Linked DNA regions of Mus musculus: region 1 is linked to region 2. A link is a contact called in public HiChIP or PLAC-seq data. All regions are on one chromosome and are shown on one strand. Each heading gives the region's core, a stretch centred on a gene start, on an enhancer-like site or on the middle of the called end of the contact. The rest is flanking DNA. Distances are from core to core; before and after follow the strand shown. Region 1 holds the start of Snca (synuclein, alpha). Region 2 holds the start of Gprin3 (GPRIN family member 3).

Region 1 (2,700 bases), core at 61-2,560, 1.4 Mb before region 2:
GCAGGATGGGGATGCTAGAGCCCAGGATCTAACCCTATCTACTGCAGAGGTGCCACCTTTTCCTTTAATTTCAAGTAAACATGGTATGTGCCACTAGTGTGTAGGAAGGTTGATTTTTAAAGGGAATAAGAATTGAAGGCGTTGCTTAAACAGTTAATTTCTGTCACATTACTTGTACTCTGCATTTGTGGTTTTATCTGCCTCCTTCCTTTATAGCATGCCAAACAAGCTGCTTGTCCCTTGTTTCAAATGCTTTTTTAGACTTCAATTTATTTATTTATTTATTTATTTATTTATTTATTTTTCAGGATTCAGAAGTCAACTGACTTCAAGGATCAGAGAAAGCATTCCCTCCTACGACCCCCCCCCCCTTTTAATACAGTAAACGCTTGATTTAGCTTCCAGTGCCCAACACAAGTTCAGAATACAAGAAAGGAAAAGCAAGGCACTCTGCTGGGGGAGGAGCTTGGCACTCAAATCCACTCTGCTATAAAACAGTGGTATTCTGCTCATCTCAGAGAGAAGTGGGAACGTGTTAAGTAACACAGAAATTGTCTCAAAGCCTGTGCATCTATCTGCGCGTGTGCTTGGATTGGAAGAAGAGTCTGTTCGCTGGAGCTCCACGCAGCCAGAAGTCGGAAAGGTAAGAGGTGTGCAAAATCTGCCATTAAGTAGGGACTAAGGAAGAAACTGCCTGTGATGGTCCCAGAGGGTGAATCCCACAGCCGCTACCTTCCTATCCTGTAACTCTATAGTAAGCCACTTTCTCAAGTGCAAAAAAGCCTTGAGGCAGCTGGTTTTCGACGGTTGGGGGATATTTATTCCTTGCTCCACAGATGGGGAAAAAAAAATCAGCGTCTGGCAGCCGCTGATTGGTGGAAAAGAAAATGGTGATAGTGGAGTGGGAATGAGGATTTGCTGAGCCTCCCCCTGCTTCTTCGACCTGTAACTCTTCCTTAGTCGGCTCCCCTTTGCACCCAGAACCCTTTTAGACTCCTCCGGGGTAAAAACAAATGGAAATCTTAAGCTGTGTGAACAAAAGCAACCCCAAGGGTGTGTGCTCCCTCTCCATTGCCTGGCTCCGCACACAGACCATTTCAGGCGGTCCAGCTCTCTGGTGTGGCATCTGGGCTCGTCCTGGAGGAGGGGGTCGCCTAGAGGAACTGGGAACAGACTGAGGCAGGGAAGGAGGGGGGTGGGGCAGGAGAGGCGCCAGCTCAAGTTCAGCCACGATAAAACTGAGGGCCCTCTGAACTCGAGGGGAGGCTCAGGCCGTCCTCTCTTCCTTCCATCCGGGGGAATGTGCTCCAGATACCCACAGCCCTCACGCACCGCACCTCCAACCAACCCGTCCCCTCCCTAGGAAGAGGAGCGAAGGCACGAGGCAGGCGAGGGGCGGGGAGAGGCGCTGACAAATCAGCTGCGGGGGCGACGTGAAGGAGCCAGGGAGCCAGAGCGCCCGGCAGCAGGCAGCAGACGGCAGGAGACCAGCAGGTGTTCCCCCTGCCCCTGCCTGCCCTTGCCTCTTTCATTGAAATTAGATTGGGGAAAACAGGAAGAATCGGAGTTCTTCAGAAGCCTAGGGAGCCGGTAAGTACCTGTAGATGGGGCAGCTCTGGGGATCTTAGCTAGCCGGAGCAAAGAGCCGGGACGCCTAGAGAAGACCAACTACAGCTGCTTTGGCGGTGGGGACTGGGCCAGTGCGTGGAAAGTACATCACTCGGCTTTCCTTTCGCTGGAGACATGCCCTTCCATCCTGTCAAAGCCCGAGGGAAAGGCCAGGTTGCCTGTGGCATCTGCTTTTTCAAGCGGAAACGCTAGGGTGTTTCATGTTGAGTGCTGGATGGTGGAAGCTTAGTGCTGGGCATTGGGTGGAATTTGAGCATCCAACTTTCATGCTCCAACCCCAGGCATTTCAGCTTCTTTCTGTAGAGGAAGAAGGGTGCCTTTGGCCCATGATTAATAGAAGTGCAGAGGACAGTAGGCAACAGGTGATAAAGGGTTAATGAGCATGGGGTGCAGGGTCTTCTAGAGGATTCCAGCTGAGGACAGAGCTTCTTGGTTGGGTGGTGCTCAAGTGAGACTGCTCAAGTGTATGGACAGCGCCTGCTCTGGGCAGATAGCAGGCAAAGAGCTAGTGGTGGGCAGAAGGTCTTGCAAGATTAGAAAGGCTGGGCTTCAAGCAGTTCCCTACTTCTAGATTAAACAGTTCCCCTCCCTTCCTTCTCCAAAGACTGACTCCTCTCTGGGTCTTTTATCCTCTTGCCCCCACTCCATCTCTGTACGCCCACCTCCCATGTTCCTTTTCTAGATAGTCTTTTTACTTTGAATGTAACCTTTGGGCCCTGGGAACTTGATGGGGTAGAGGATGCCCACCTCCCCTTCTGCAACTCTTCTTCTGAAATATGTATGTAAGAGCAGTCGAATGATCAAACTAGATCCATCCCATCCTTAAGTGACATGACTTTTTCCTAGTATTGAGTGACATAACTCAACAATCAATCAACACTGTGCCCAGCACCCCCACATCCCCCCACCCAAGAAATCACACTTACACCAGGACTTGGGGGAAGGCATACTGATTTTTCCCCCTCAATTTCCTTTCTTTCTCTAGCTGTTTTAAACCTTATTATTATTATTTTTTTACCCAAATTTTCTAATTCAAAATGTATTCTGTATTCTCTAGTGTGGAGCAAAAAT
Region 2 (2,700 bases), core at 33-2,532:
CTTCCACACAAAGTCATCTTGTTCTGTTTACAAATCAGTATGAGCCCTTACTTTGAGCTCTTTGGTTAAGAGGCAAAGAACCTGGAAACAGCTCTTACACTCCAGCCGCTCCTCTGAGAAAGCTATTTCAGGGATGACCTAGGGCTACTGGCAACCTTTTCATTTCTTTCTTCCTTCAACCAAAGGGAACCTTGAGAACTGCTTCCCACTTCTTTGCTAAAGAGAGAATATATAACTTCTGAAAATCTGTCTTAATCCACCTTTAGGAAGTAGCTACAACCAACACCAAAGAAACATATTTAAACTCCCTGGCCTAAGGACTGAGACTGTTCAGCACGACCTGGGTGGGAATCTGTTAAAAACAAACAAGCAAGCAAACAAACAAACAAAAACTCTGATCCTTGGGCTCTGATACAAACATCATCTCAACAGAATCCCTAGGTAAGCCCTGAGTTGTAGCTGAAAGATGATATCTCTGAGAGGTTTGAATGCCAGCCAGGCTGCTTACTACCCCACTCTCAAGCAGTTTCTAAAAAAAAGGAGTAACACCCCCTTAATAAGTAGTTGTGTGAATTATAGCTGCAATTTTTGCAAACAAATACTCAGTTATAATAGTTCTTGTGGTGTTGTTTAGCACCATCTACAGCAGCTCAGTAGACTTCACAGTGTTGCAGCAGCAGCTCAAAGGGGCTGTCTCCAAAGCCATCTACACTCTTGGAGTTAGTAATGCAGGAGAGGGACCGGAACATTTTGCAGTGACAACTCTAAATACTTAATACATTGTCCATTTCACAACATAGTAAACGCCTGTTGTCTGCTTGCTTTCATATCATTGCACAAGACTTTGTGAGGAGCCACCTACTCTATACAGAGACAGAGTGAATAGTGAATTGCTAGAGGGAGTGAGGGCCAGACTTCCTGCTGAGTCTCTCTGGGTCCCCAGCCCTTTTCCCTAATCTCCATCTTAACTTTCCATCTGTCACTGGTTCCCTTGCACCAGAGGCACAGTCAGCCAGTCCCCTAAGCTCCCCCAGGGCGCTAGGCTCCCTGAGCTGTGGGCCTCGAGGGCTGGCTGGGTAGGAGCTCGCAGGGAGGCTGCTGCCTGTCTGGGTGCAGGCGGGACTCAGCCACTGGGGCCTGGTCACAGCGGAGGGGCGCGCCTAGCTGGCGTGGATCTGCCCGCACGTGAACTCCACCTCCTTGCTGGCTCACCGCCCAGCGTAGAAGCTGCTGGTCTCCGCCCCGCTGCAGCGCCGCCTCAGCTCTTGGCATAGTAATCTCAGTTCCTGATCGCGCAGAGCTGGCTCCTGGCTGCAGGGGACTGCTCAAGTCACCCAGCAGCAGTGTGGCAGAGCCAGGGCTGGGAATCGACTAGAAGCCCAGCACCGCGCAGACAGCGGCCCAGCGGGGGACACCCCACCGGAGCAGGTAAGCCCGGAAAGGAGCCGCCCCCGCGGCCACCTGGCCCAGTGGCCAGCCTTGGAGACCGGAGCCTGGCAATGTCCCTGTGCTGGTGAAGGAGGAATTAGGTCCCACATTTGTTCGTGGATCTTTTGCCTGTTGCTTATGGTCCCCAGCCGCTGCTGCCACCCTGCTCCTCAGGAGGGGCTGTGCGCCCTGCAGGTGATGTATATCTCTGCAAGGTTATTACTCCCTTAAGCTCTGACCCAAAGGTAAAAAGAAAAAAAAGAGAAGCCGCTTGCTGCTTCTGAGCTAGAAATCCTAATCAGTAAGATATGCACACAACGAATACTCGAAGAAGGGTGTGTGTGTGTGATTGCCTTCTTTATTATTTTCCTATGATTATTTGCTGTAAGGTAAAAACTTAGTCGTATTCAATATGCTCGATTATATGTGTGTATGTGTGTGTATTTATTAATACATTTGCATGTATATTTCTTCATGAGGTCGGAAGGGAGAGACGAGGAAGGTCGACTGAGGATGATAAAGGGAAGTCATTGTAGAGCATGTTCAGTGTCTAGAGGTGAACTTTGGAACCACATTCAATCATGGTAGCAAGTAGAAGTGGTAAACCTGTCTCCGGGTACATTATGACAAAGGCCTGACATGTTCTTCTAGTACACAGCAACAGGGAAGTGGAAAGAGGAGTCTTAGACACTGGAAAGTAGATTGAGGTGGAGGAAAGGCAGCCTAGGCACATCAGAGTTCAAGGGCTTTTGAAGGGGTGTTAAGCGAGGTCACTGGTTGCATGTAGGCAGTTCAAGGTTGGGATGATGTGAGAGCAGCTGAGTAGGTGGGGGAAAGGCAAAAGCCTAGAGGGGTTGGGAAAGAAAGGAGCTTTAGCTAGCCATCCAGCTGGGAACCACCTTTCTGAAGGTGTTTGCTGCCTTCCTTCCGTTTTCACAACAGTTTTGTTCGAGATCCGTAGGTCCATGTTTTCATTTTATTTATTTATATTTTTTTCATGGAATCTGGGTCATGACAGGACTGGAAGAAACTGAAGTGTTTACACCACCAGAAAGATTTGGAGAGAGAGTGATTAAGGCTTAGCTTCATGAAATATTTACACAGCTCTTGCGTGGGCTTTTGTTTGCTCTTGTTGGCACTTCTGCATATTTTACCTTGATAATGCTTTGAGCATACCTCTCCTGAATGAGCCTATTTTTTTCGTTATAAACTATTCTTTTCTTCCCATGGTGTTCACCATAGGCCTGCCCTGAGAAACAGTGGTGGGAATAG

What was found. HiChIP or PLAC-seq counts read pairs in DNA pulled down with a chosen protein or histone mark.
Region 1: an H3K4me3 HiChIP or PLAC-seq map of forebrain shows a contact between it and region 2, with 8 times the contacts expected there. The contact joins the promoter of Snca here to the promoter of Gprin3 in region 2. A contact is called at or near these places in 1 of 39 promoter capture datasets (cranial neural crest) and 1 of 115 datasets of contacts at active chromatin or transcription factors (forebrain).

Annotation. Positions count from the first base shown.
Region 1 is chr6:60,827,614-60,830,313 of GRCm38.p6, reverse strand. It overlaps Snca (synuclein, alpha), which reads left to right and starts at 1,310. Exons shown (of 6, transcript NM_001042451.2): 1 at 1,310-1,590; 2 at 2,687-2,700.
Region 2 is chr6:59,424,888-59,427,587 of GRCm38.p6, reverse strand. Gprin3 (GPRIN family member 3) reads left to right here and starts at 1,282. Exons shown (of 2, transcript NM_183183.3): 1 at 1,282-1,428.